Regions from separate parts of the Danio rerio genome. Here region 1 is linked to region 2. Evidence: chromatin contacts called from public Micro-C data. All regions are on one chromosome and are shown on one strand. Each heading gives the region's core, a stretch centred on a gene start, on an enhancer-like site or on the middle of the called end of the contact. The rest is flanking DNA. Distances are from core to core; before and after follow the strand shown. Region 1 overlaps mta1 (metastasis associated 1). Region 2 has its middle 28 kb from the start of crip1.

The links. A called contact is a pair of places that touch in the nucleus more often than the background predicts.
Region 1: a Micro-C map of caudal fin shows a contact between it and region 2, with 8 times the contacts expected there. The contact joins two enhancer-like sites. A contact is called at or near these places in 2 of 18 Hi-C or Micro-C datasets (caudal fin and hematopoietic stem cells) and 1 of 4 datasets of contacts at active chromatin or transcription factors (caudal fin).

What each region holds. Positions count from the first base shown.
Region 1 is chr17:39,459,966-39,466,612 of GRCz12tu, forward strand. mta1 (metastasis associated 1) reads left to right here. Exons shown (of 18, transcript XM_005158860.5): 9 at 983-1,171; 10 at 4,178-4,252; 11 at 4,345-4,403; 12 at 4,523-4,656. Among named protein-coding and RNA genes, the nearest start is that of tmem229b, 29 kb to the right of the region's middle. Within about 2 kb of position 1,331, at least 5 of the 62 cell types and tissues checked have an H3K27ac peak or open chromatin away from gene starts, as enhancers often do. A contact at or near this core is called in caudal fin, where this site is marked.
Region 2 is chr17:39,231,884-39,237,971 of GRCz12tu, forward strand. No RefSeq gene overlaps it. Among named protein-coding and RNA genes, the nearest start is that of crip1, 28 kb to the right of the region's middle. Within about 2 kb of position 2,683, at least 7 of the 62 cell types and tissues checked have an H3K27ac peak or open chromatin away from gene starts, as enhancers often do. A contact at or near this core is called in caudal fin, where this site is marked.

The sequences.
Region 1 (6,647 bases), core at 81-2,580, 230 kb after region 2:
CCTACTACTAATGAATAATTAACATCTTAATAATTGGCTAGTAATAAGCCAGTAGACTTTAATGTGACCTGATCTTAAGTGTTGCCAAGTAATGCTTTACCAAAGACTTTTTAAAATCCCTATGGCAAAAACTAATAGGGAAAATACCCCATAATAAAAACAGGGTCCCCACGCTTCTTGAAAGGGCTTGAATTTCAGACGTGAATTATGACCTGGGAAGTACTTAAAAACAATTGTAGGTTCTTGTAAGGGCTTGAATTGATGGTTTATGGTGTTGTTTCAACTATTGTACTGCGAGAAATTCCTCATTTAACAATCCTAAATTTACAAAACATTTGAACAATAGTTCACAAACCACATTTGATTATTACCAGTATTTAATTCAAGGAACTACAGCTTTAAAAAGTCCCTAAAAAACCTTGAATCTGCTGTTCATGAAAGAGTGGGAATCCTATATAAAGTGAGCAGACACTAATACACTTTGTTGCAAACATGTTTTCCAATAGTCCTATCCCCTAAACTAAACCCGTGATTCCACTAGGACGATCAAACAGGCTCCAAGATTTGGGTGGCAAATTGTGATTAGAATTTCGAGTGCACAGCGATCACGATCTTCTCACATAATCACGATTAGATCAAATAATCCCTGCTAGGGCATTATGTAATAATTGCAACAGGCCTATTGCCAGCTTCAATGCTCAGTCTCTGCCTATGGGGCTGTACAAGAAGAAGCAGGGTGTTCACTCTCTAGCCACCCTGACTGTGTACAAAACATGAAGGAAAGGCGCCAGAGGGCAAGATCCCTACACATAAACACACACACACACACACACACACAGCCCACACAATTCCTCTTCAACCAGTGTTGTGTTGTTTTCAGGGTTGAGCAGTTGAGATTTGCAACACTCCTCTAAAACAATGGAGTGTCTGCTGATGTGTCTTGGATTTGGGCCATCATTTATTGCTGCTGCTTCATTTTCAGTTTCACGCCATGGACACGTTGCATAAGAACGGCTACGATATGACGCGGGCCATCGCAGCGCTGGTACCTCAGGGCGGACCTGTGCTCTGCCGGGACGAAATGGAGGAATGGAGTGCATCCGAAGCTAACCTATTTGAAGAAGCGCTGGAGAAATACGGCAAAGACTTCACTGATATTCAGCAGGACTTTGTGAGTTCAAATGGCATGCTTTTTTTTTTGAACGGCATATGCTAAGGTAATTGTGGCAGTGATGACTGATAAACTGCCTTTGTTCAGGGGACGGGCGAGTGTGCCAAGTTTATGTTTAACTCTGCCACCTGGTGGTCGATGGGGGTTTGTGCAGCGCTGAGTGTTTTGGTTTTGGGGAGAGTCTGTCAGAAATGTGTACTTAGAGAAACAGGGAGGAGCCAGTCGTGGAAAATGGGCACACCCGAAAGAAGGCAAGCAGCTTATTGAGGGACACAAAGGATTGGGAATTGAAGCTCGGTTTCTGTTTGACATCATGGCCAGATTTGCGTATGAAAGCGCTGATTATTTAAAGGGGTAGTTCACTCAAAAATTAAAATGATCTCAGGGTTTAATTGGCTTTGTGAGACCACTGCATTTGCTACAGTTGGAACAAAACTGCTGTTATTTAAAAAAAAAAAAAAATATATATATATATATATATATATATATATATATATTTCGAGAAAAAAAGAAAACTTAAGGTGGTTTATTTACATGAACAAACAGTAAATAATGCGTTTACAGGGCATATGCAGGAATCCTAAAGGTAATTTCAATACCCTTTTAAGACTTTTTAAAAACCTTATCTAAATATTTTAAGATCTCATCACCTCTGCAAGTTTTAATCAGTATCAAACCTTTATTATTAAGCAGTTGTAGTTAAATAAATCAATGGAGCACAACCAGGCAACAGAACTCAGATTAGCTCGCAAAAAACAAAGCTTGAAAGAGTAAATTATGCGCTTGTTTATAGCGACAGACTTCAGCCACTGTTTAAACTCGTCTTTCTTCAACCAGGAGTGCACAAACTTGCATTATCCCATTTTACCATCTGTTCTGCTCTATGGTTTCGCTACATGTGGAGAGCGTCAGGTCACCTTCCCGTTTTTGTCACGAATTACGTGACTTCACCCGGTCGGAGGAGCTTGGCCAGATGTGCCCCAGCCCGAACCAATTGCATGGATCGAGCACGGCGTTGTTAATATTAGGAGAAAAATAAAAATATTTATGCTTTTTTTGGAGTCAAACACTTTGGACAATGCTTGAACAAAATTTTTAAAACTCGTAAAACGTGTTTAAAACTTTAATACATTTTTAAAGGCCTTCATTTTCTCATAATTGATTTATCAATATTTTCAGCTGCACCTCAAGAAGCACTACTGAATCTGTCAGTGATTTTGAACAAGTCTAACTAGTCAAACAGACTTGTTTACTGAACCTTTTTTCAAGTTCAACTCATTTGACTCTGTAATCTAGTCAAAGTGGTTTTGAGTTAAAGGGCTGTTCCAAGTATTCCCTTCATTTTCAGAGCACATATTTTATTGAATTTGTTTGTAGATCTATCAGAAGCAATGCAAATAAAAATGTGTGTGTATTGAAATGCATTGATTGCATTGAATGATTGTGTAAAACAATGTAACTGTTATAAAGTAGACTTCTCGGAAGCTCAAATTGAATTTTTGTTCAAGTGTATTGAACTCTGTTCAAGGCAAATACATGGAGCTCATTAAATATAGAAAACATGGAAGCTCAACTGTATTAATATGATTAAACGACAACAAAAGTCTCACAACTCATGCAAGCACATCTGATATCTTGGGTTTATTTGATGTTTTTGAATGTATATTGATCAGTGTTTGCATTGTATTTAACGCTTTAACTGCCCCACCAAGAAAAATAATGTTTGGATTTCTTTACTCCAAATGTCGCTAGTTAAAACACTCAATGCATTTTTCTTCAACACATCCCATAATTTTTAAAAATTACAGCCTCTGCCGAATGATATGTCAGTATATGATAACAGTACAAAACTTAATACATATACTATGAAAAATCTAAAAACAGTAAGTGTAACACTAATTTATTTGAAAAAGTATTTAAAATAAAACATTTTTGAACACTAAATCACCTTTTTTTTTAAGTGTGGCAAAAATATTTCAGATTTTCATTTAAAATGCTTCCTTGTGTATATATATATATATATATATATATATATATATATATATATATATATATATATATATATATATATATATATATAATTTTTTTTTTTTTTTAACAATAGAACCAAAATCAAGTGTAGTAGTGCAACAGGGTTATGCTTGTTTGATTTAGTTTTCAATTTTTTATATATTTTTTGTAAACTATTTAAAATATTTTATATTTAAAATGGCTATTATTTAAATGACTTTAACAGTCATTATTTAAAACAGTAAAACCATGGTCAACCGTTTGGTAGAAGGGCAGTCAAAAGATTAATACATTTCTCTGTTTTTTTGGTTTATTTTTGTCCTTTTTGCCTTTATTAAGTGGATAGGACAGTACTTAAAAGCGAAGTAGGAGAGTGAGAGGGGGTAGGGACAGGAAATGTCCTCGAGCCGGGATTCGAACTTGGGACGCCCTGAAGTGCTACTGCACCATACTGTATGTCAGCACGCTAACCACTAGACCAGGGGTGGCCAATCCTGTTTCTGGTGAGCCACCTTCCTGCAGATTTTAGTTGCTACCCATATTAACCACAGCTGAACCAATTAATTAGGGCCTGAACACCATGTGATAATTACAGGCAGGTGTGTTTGATATGGGTGGCTACTGAAATCTGCAGGAAGGTGGCTCTCCAGGAACAGGGTTGGCCAACCCTGCACTAGGCTATTGCACCATCATAAATCTCCTTTTTTATATATTCATATAGATTTATTCTTGTTAAAGCATATTTAAGAATCAAAAGAGTTTAATTGAGTGACATATTACTCTCAGATTTCTTTAAAATATCTTCAGTTAGATTTGAAACACGATCAAAAGTCACAATAGACACAAGGATGAGTAATTTGATGACAATTTTCTATTTTCAGTGAGCAAAACCTTTTTGAATTGATTGTTAAATGTGGAAAAATGACATTTTGTTTATTATTTTAATCTATTAATAAAAATATGGTCTGTATAAATGCTTTTATTCTTTTATCCCAGCTTCCGTGGAAGTCTCTGACCAGCATCATTGAATATTACTACATGTGGAAGACCACAGACAGATACGTTCAGCAGGTAAACCAACACGTCTGTCTCAAGTCTCTGCGTACAGGAAGAAAACCTAGATCACTTTCACACTGTAACATACTGTTTCCTGCTCCATACAGAAACGATTAAAAGCAGCTGAAGCGGAGAGCAAGTTAAAGCAGGTTTACATCCCAAATTAGTAAGTACTTGAGTGAGTCGTGCTTGAACTCTTGAGTTTTGCATTTCACCATACGCTTCAAATGACTGCACTTTGACCAGAGGAAATCCAGTAACGCTTGTGGCTTTTTTTTTCTGCAGCAACAAGCCCAATCCTAACCAGCTGAGTGTGAACAGTGTTAAGCCTGGGCTGGTGAATGGAGCGGGGGCTCTTCCGGGAGCTCCAGGACAGCCGGTCGGATTGGGGCGAGCTTGCGAGAGCTGCTACAGTGAGTGTATGAACTCTTTCACATGTATAATATGTTAAAGCATGTCTATGGCAGTGATATTGCCTTTTCTGCAGAGTTTACCTTCAACATTGATCAAACTTGCGCTTGATTCGGATCATAAATATGTACACTAGATATCACATACGGACCCTGAGCATGCATCAATATCGCCGCCACATTTGTACAGTGCTCCCGGCACAAATTCATTCAACTGCTCTAGTCAAGACTAAAGCCAATGTGAAGATGTTGGACTTAAGCACTGCGTATGATTTTGTTTTACGATTTTAAGAATGAATGTCAACAAGTAGCGTTATTGATGATAATACAGTCACTTACTCCATTGACCATAAGGCAAAGTAGCACCAACTCTCACTCAATACCAGGCTTATGGTAGTTTTGTTGAATAAAATCAGCAAACAATGTAAATGAAATATGAAAGATGCTGTGGTGCTAGAAACTTGTATTATTGTCGGCTAAGTGAACGAGTCATTCATAAAGGGCATTCGTTCACAAACGAATCACTCCTTCTGTAAGAATTAGAAGTGAAAGCAGGAGAGAGAGTGTGTTCAGCGTTTCCATGGAGTCTTAATAAAAAGTCTTAAAATGTCTTAAATTTCAAAACTTATATTTTATGCCTTAAAAAGTCTTAAATTCTCTGACATATTGTAAGTCTTTGTAAATTGTTGTAAGTCTTAAATTATTTTAAACCAGTCTTAATTCTGCTTTGCCCAAGTAAAGCTACTCAATTTGGACTGATTTCCATTCAATGAGCGACAATACATCTCAAAAAAACCTTATTTATATTTAAGTTTTTTTTATTGCAAAGAGCACAATTACTGCACAGTAGCGGTTAGCTTAAAATTTTACAGCAAATTCCCCAAATTAAATTCCCTAATCAGTGGAAAAAAACTAAAAACAATTACATGATTCCTCATGATAATACTGGTTTATTAGGAAAATTTTAACCCTGTATAAGTCTAAAATGTCATTTTTTTTGTGGTCCTAAAAGGTTCTTAAAAAGTCTTAAATTTAAATTGATGAAACCTGTAGACACCCTGGTGTTTCAGGACACTTTTAGATTAGATCAAATTTAACAGGGAGGGTGGATAATACATTTCCATGCACACATATACACTCTTTGTCGGCAGTGCCCATGCGGTCACTTATCCATCGATGTAAAAAAAGATGTAAAACTATAGTTTTCGTGATTTAAAAAACTCCTGGTCATAGATAGATGTATAAATGTGTATATATCTTTTCTATAATCTTTGGGACATACTACTTCCTCATTAACAGACTGTTATGAGTTTTATTACATCCCTTGTCAATCATCTTGACACATCCACATTTCTTTCATGGGTCAGTGCCAACTGACCCAGCTGGGGCTCGAACCAGTGACCTTCTTGCACCATTGTGTTGCCCATACTACGATTTGAGACGCACTAATTCTATTTTGAATACTATTTAGAAGGCATAGTATGCAAATTGGGACGCAGCATGTTTCCATAGACCTATTTTTGTCATTCTTAAACTTTTCACATTTTTGGATGGAGGCATAGTTAATAATTAATAGACTACATGGATTCTAAATCTCTGTCACTTTAGTAATTAAAGTGTACATTAATACACAAGATGTGGCTTATCTGATGCAAGTTACCATGAAAAGTGACCATATGGTGTGTTTCAGTGGCCAAAAAGGATTTACAAAACAACCTATTTGTTGATTTAATCTCAGTTAGAAACTAAGAGATGTGGATTCGGATGGCATTTAAATCACCACATGTCCTTGGTGTCACAAAAAAAAACTAGGTATTCGGCTGGGATTTTCATGTGGGTTGTGAGAGATACAGACGTACTAGATTTGGACAGCTATGAAGTCACCAACTACCTCCTCGTGAGTGGTGAAAATGCTTTTTGTCCCCCTTGAGAAACAGTTACCCTCCGGATAGGACTGTCAATAGTAATCTTAGAGGCTTAATATGTGCTTTAGTTAATGT
Region 2 (6,088 bases), core at 1,433-3,932:
CGTGGTTGTGTGTAGTTGATCACCGATACTCAAAAACTGTTTCAAACTCAAAAGCCAAGTGAGAAAAAGAAGATATTTAATGTCTTTTTCTTAATTTTTTTTGAAAACAAATATAAATATATATATTATATTCTTGTTGACATATGTGAAAAGACTGATTCGCTCGAATATGAAGATATGGGCATTTTGTTGAAATGGTTTAGCCAAGCTTTTTTGTTATTGTTATCGATGTTGTGTTTTGTTGTTGTTGTTGTTGAAATATGAAATTGAATTGGAGGGAATTGTAAAGGGTGAACCTCCCGTTTCTGTCTTTTCATTCAGCCAAGGGAAATTTCTTCTGCAGAGGAATGTTAAGTATGATAAAGGCTTCTTAAGACTGTATATGCACACTTTCTATGCTATTTTCATAGGGGCTTGTACACTAATGACGGCTGTGGAGAGAAACTCTGAAGTGCTTTTTACTACAGTGTAACTTATTGTGTTTCAGTTGTGTTTTCCTCATGTGTTTTAGAATAATAAACAAGGAAAAACACAATAAACATGACCATTTGTAACAGTATTTGCGGAGGAATGTGTTTCATTGTTGTTTGTGCACTGAATGTCCACACGGTAGCACTGTTGGATCGTTTATTTTCTGACATTAGAAAAGCTGCAGTGATTACATGAAAATCTTTATTCAAAAAATGTAAATCGGGTATTACAGACATGTTTCAATAGGCATATGATGGTAAGTGGGAGTGAAATAAATGCTCATTTCTATTTTAAATATATTCCAATAAAGCATTTGTATTTTATTATTATACACTAAACAAAAAGATGTATAACACTAGTTAAAATAATTCTCAATGCTGATTAATTTATTAAATATTCATGGAAAATAGAAAAGTGTAACTGTCTTACAGTGTAACCTTTATTTGCTTAATATATTTATTTGTATTTAAAATACATATAATAACTGTTTGTTTTATATTATTATAAAACTACCTGAGAAAAGTTTTGTCGCCTATCCAAGTTTTAGGAACAACAAATATTAACTTGGCTTCTAGTTGATGATTTGGGCAAAGGCTTCTAGATTACGATTATTTTACTGAAATTAAACATGATCATGCCTTCATTTTTAACGACTTAATTTGGACAGTTAGGTCTGACTGCGCTTTGACAAAAGTCTTGTCACTTATCAGATATGATGTACAGTATAGAATATATAGTAATGATGCAGTGGAAAAATAATGAATATTATGTATGACTTCCAAGAGCCTGGAGGACTGCATCCATACATCTCTGCAATGACTCAAATAACGTATAAGTAAAGTCATTTGGAATGGCAAAGAAAACATTCTTGCAGGACTCCCAGAGTTCATCAAGATTCTTTAGATTCATTTTCAATGCCTTCTCCATTTTACCCCAGAAATGCTCAATAATGTTCATATCTGGTGACTGGCCTGGCCAATCCTGTAGCACCTTGACCTTCTTTGCTTTTAGGAACTTTGATGTAGAAGCTGAAGTATGAGAAGGAGCGCTATCCTGCTGAAGAATTTGACCTCTCCTGTGGTTTGTAATGTATAAATGTAACGCCAAACCACAATTTTTCCATCATCAAACTTGACTGATTTCTCTGAAAATGTTGGGTCCATGTAGGTTCCAGTAGGTCTTTTGCAGTATTTGTAATGATTGGGATGCAGTTCAACAGATAATTCATCTGTAAAATCTTTGCTTTTCTTAATAATCTACTATAGAAGTCAAGCTAATATTTGTTGCTCCTTTAACTGGGATCGACGACAAGACTTGTCAGGTAGTCTACACATAATAAAGACAAAATGAGATATATAACAACACAATAACAAAATTCTAAATGCTAATTAATCTATTCAAATTCTAACATCTTTCATGTCAAAATATGAGTGAAATAATGTTTTGTCTTTCAGCCTAACTCATTTGCTAAAAAATGAAACATCAGTACTTATTAAAATTAGTAAAACGATAAGTGATCAAACTAAATTTTATTACATTTCAAATTATTAAAATCTAAATTGCTGACAAATACCAAAAACCTCAACCTGTGTTTTTAAGGATATTGGATTTACAGATTTGATTGCTCTTAATGCCTGCCATTGATTTTTGTTCTATAAATGAAATTGTGAGGCTGAATTACACCTTTATTAGTTTTGATGCTTTGCAGCTGAAAAAAAAAGTATTTGGCTTTAACTGACCTGTCTTTCCCTGTAACATCTGCATTTGATCCATTTCTGAAGAACTATAAAGCTCTGGCATAAGCTTAGAGAGTTTGTCAAAGTATTTCTCACGCACCTCTTTATATTTACCACAGTGAAGGAGAAATGTCTGCCTCACGGAAAGCACATAACTCTGCACAATTGCATATTATTAAAATAACATCAGCATAATGCAAATTTAAGCAGTACCGTAAGACAAAGTTGACATTTTCAAGTTGTTGAGAGTTCTTAGTAAAACACTGTATTACCTCAAAAACGCTCGTTTTTCCCCTTTATATGCCTGTATATTTTGCCAACATAATAGGTAATAATCAAACAATAAAACACACCGTTGATTTTTGTCGTGTGTCTATAAAAAACTCATGAACTTGAACTTTGTTTGGAATTTTGCATTGTTTTCCTACCAACCCTTGGGTGGCGCCAAACCCTGCCAAATGATCCGCCATCAAGTCCTGCAGTTCAGCTCCAAGCATCCATACGCGGATGGAAAGCAATTATGTAATTTAGTGCAGAACATTCTGATGGATAAACAAAGAAAGAGAAGAGTCATCGTAGCTAAAACACGTATAAACAATCCCGACTAACAAAAACAAATATGTCCTTTTAGCAATTCAAATGAAAGGATTGTATGTTTGACAGAGATGGATTTTTAGCTTTACTCTCATGCAAACTACAAATGCATGAGCAAACTTTTACTGGAAAACTATGCGTGGAAACCAGTCCACCACCTGTACACACTGACCAGAGACAAACACATCCGATCCACCACAATGTAAACAAAAGAAACATTCAAATATAGAGGGGGAAAAAAGATGACTGGAGCTGTACATTTGACAAGAATACCCTATTTCAGTTTTTTTGTACTAAGAAAATTTACGTCTATCTAATTGTTTTTGTCCAGATGTCAAAGCTGCTCTGTTTGTTGTTAGGATGACCATTTTAAGTTTAAACTGTTTTCTAACGTGCACCACATTAAATAAACATGTTTCATCAGTTTTTTTTACTAGTAGCCTACCCTCAACTCTCAATGATGACCAATTAAGTCAAGAGGGCGGGGCTTAACCTTTCACAAGATAAGTAAATACCATAAGCACTAGAGAGTCTAGGGTAAGACACTAAGCAAAAATGTTTGTAATTTAACAACTGTTTTTCGACGGTAATACAAAACGACCTACAGTAATTCCTGTTTTGTGAAATTATTGGAATCGTTTTCGTGACAGAATAGTGCACACTGGAAAAAAAACACACATTAGGCTACCCACAACGGCTGTTAGTCTTGTTTGCTAGCACAATCACCACTATAATGGCAATATAATACTATAGCCAGGGATGGGCAAAAATACATGGACATGTATTTAAAATAAAATGTCAAATACCTCAGTTTTACATCTGTTTTACATACAGCTGTTTGTTTCCGAGAAAGCGTGCATGCACGCCCAATGACGCCCACTTCAGTGAACACAACCTGCATAGGCTGTGAATAACAGGTAACGAAGTTGTAAATAGCGTTCAGTTTGTTGCACAGAGCGATCGTTTGAGGGTCGTACGGGAGGTTTGATTTGCATGTGTGTTTTTTCTCACAGTGACAGCAGCCATGAGCCGCACTCAGAAGTAAAAGTGAAACCACATTTAAATGATCATATCGCATTTTACAGTTATGATTACGACAAGCATTTGATATGTTTTTTTTTCTTTCATAGCGAACACAAAGTGTTGTGCATAAAAATAAATGTTTACCGTGTCAGTATAACAACCCTAGCCTATATAGGCTATAATGTTGAATATAATGCAAGGAGTCTGATAATGACAAAATTCTAATTTTTCCAGTGAAAACAAATGGTCTAATAATGTGTCCAATGACATGATAAGCACATGTCTTCAACATAATAAATCAATTCCAGAATTATGATTAGTTATGTTCTGTCATCATTTTTCTGTGAATTAGCACACAGGACACATTTAAAGTCTGTTCAATTTAGCATTTTAAGCAACAGTAGACCTACACATAGGCTTAATATTATTGTTGTTTTAACATATATGTTTGAGAATTAAAAATAATAATAGGCTAATCATATTAACCTTTATTTTACATCGTGAGAAAATCGTGATCTCGATTTTAAGCAAAAAAAAAAAAAAAAATCGTGATTCACATTTTTGCCAGAATCGTGCTGTCCTACCTATAGGCATCGACTGAGAAAGCATCAGGGCCGGAGTGGGACTACTTTTCAGCCTACTTTTCAGCATCAATCTGAGACCGCATTTGTATGAAGTCATCATGTAGACTTCTTACAATGTATTACAATGTAGTACTTTGATACAAAATATAAACCCATTATCATCAACTTTATCAAAAACAAACTACAGAATACTATTTTGTATTTAAAATATGTATTTTAAGTACATGTATCATAAACACTGCCCATCCCTGACTATAGCACTATTTTGAAACTCAAGTGTTCTTTGACAACAGTAAACCCTTTTTTTGTGTTGTTCTACCTTAATTTCCCTAAGTCAATTCACACTCTGTATTCATTCCATTCTGATGTTTGCTTAAGTTATGAAGTGATACATTTTTCTCATATGATAAATTTTCAGGTGAAAAGCAAACAATTTTGAGGAAGACAGAAAAATGGTTAGATTTGAGCTCTGGAGCTGTATTCTCGCTTCTCACGCTGTAATATGAGTTTTCCAGGCCAAAATCACGGTGCTAAAAACTGACTAAACCAATGAAACTCATCATGCTTTTTGTTTTAAACAGCCATTTACTAGCAAAGTCAGTGAAAATAGTTTATAGACCTATTATTGTGTGTACCAACTGTGGTTAGTTGATGCAGCGAAGAGAAACATCCTGGAGGTGTTGTGTTGACTGTTGCTGTGGTGTAGAGGCCATTGGTTAAAAACAAAACCCAAATGTGTGTTCAAAAATGAACACCAGGGGATTTTGGGAGACTCAAACAAGAACAGTGCGAGGTGGTTTTGTGCATTCCTTTTTCTCTCCCACTTGGAGGAGATGCAGAGATAAAACATAATTGCTGCAGAGAGATGATTGTAGCGTTTTTTTACAACATATGGAAGCAATCAGAGATCAGAAGGGATCAGTTTGTCTTATAGAAGGACGCACAAAGACAGAGTTTGCTCAATCTGCAATGCAAACTTCAGTAAAATAGTGTGTTTGGAGGAAATTTCAGCAAGCCATTTGTAACAGATGTGAAAGGTGTGTTCATTAATCAATGGAAAAGGCCACAAGTCACTGGCAGCATCCGTTTTGGCCTAATGTCCCGCAGGGCGATGGGAGCTTGTTTAAAAAAAAAAAGAGATGAAGACAGCAGTACAGCAGAGATGTTTAGGATTTAGTGGCTCTGTTATTTTGTGTGAAGCTCTGGAGTCACGTTTGAAAGGTGTATGGAGGAAGAGCTGTGTATGATACAGATTCACTTAGCAGATGTTTGAAGAAGCTAAATGAACGTCATGAAAACATGGACAAAATCTGAATGAAACAGGTTTGTTTAATTTATTTATTCATTTTTTCTGGGTTTTCATCTTTAATTGATAGGACAGGGAGTTTGCATGTTCTCCCTGCCTTCGCGTGGGTTTCCTTCGGGTGCTCCGGTTTCCCCCACAGTCCAAAGACATGTGGTACAGGTGAATTGGGTAGGCTAGTGTATGAGTGTGTGTGTGTGTGAATGTGTGTGTAGATGTTTCCCAGAGATGGGTTGCGGCTGGAAGGGCATCCGCTGCATAAAAAAACTTGCTGGATAAGTTGGCGGTTCATTCCGCTGTGGCGACCCCGGATTAATAAAGGGACTCAGGGATAGGACAGTAGGACAGTATAGACAGGAAAGTGTGGGGAGCAGACA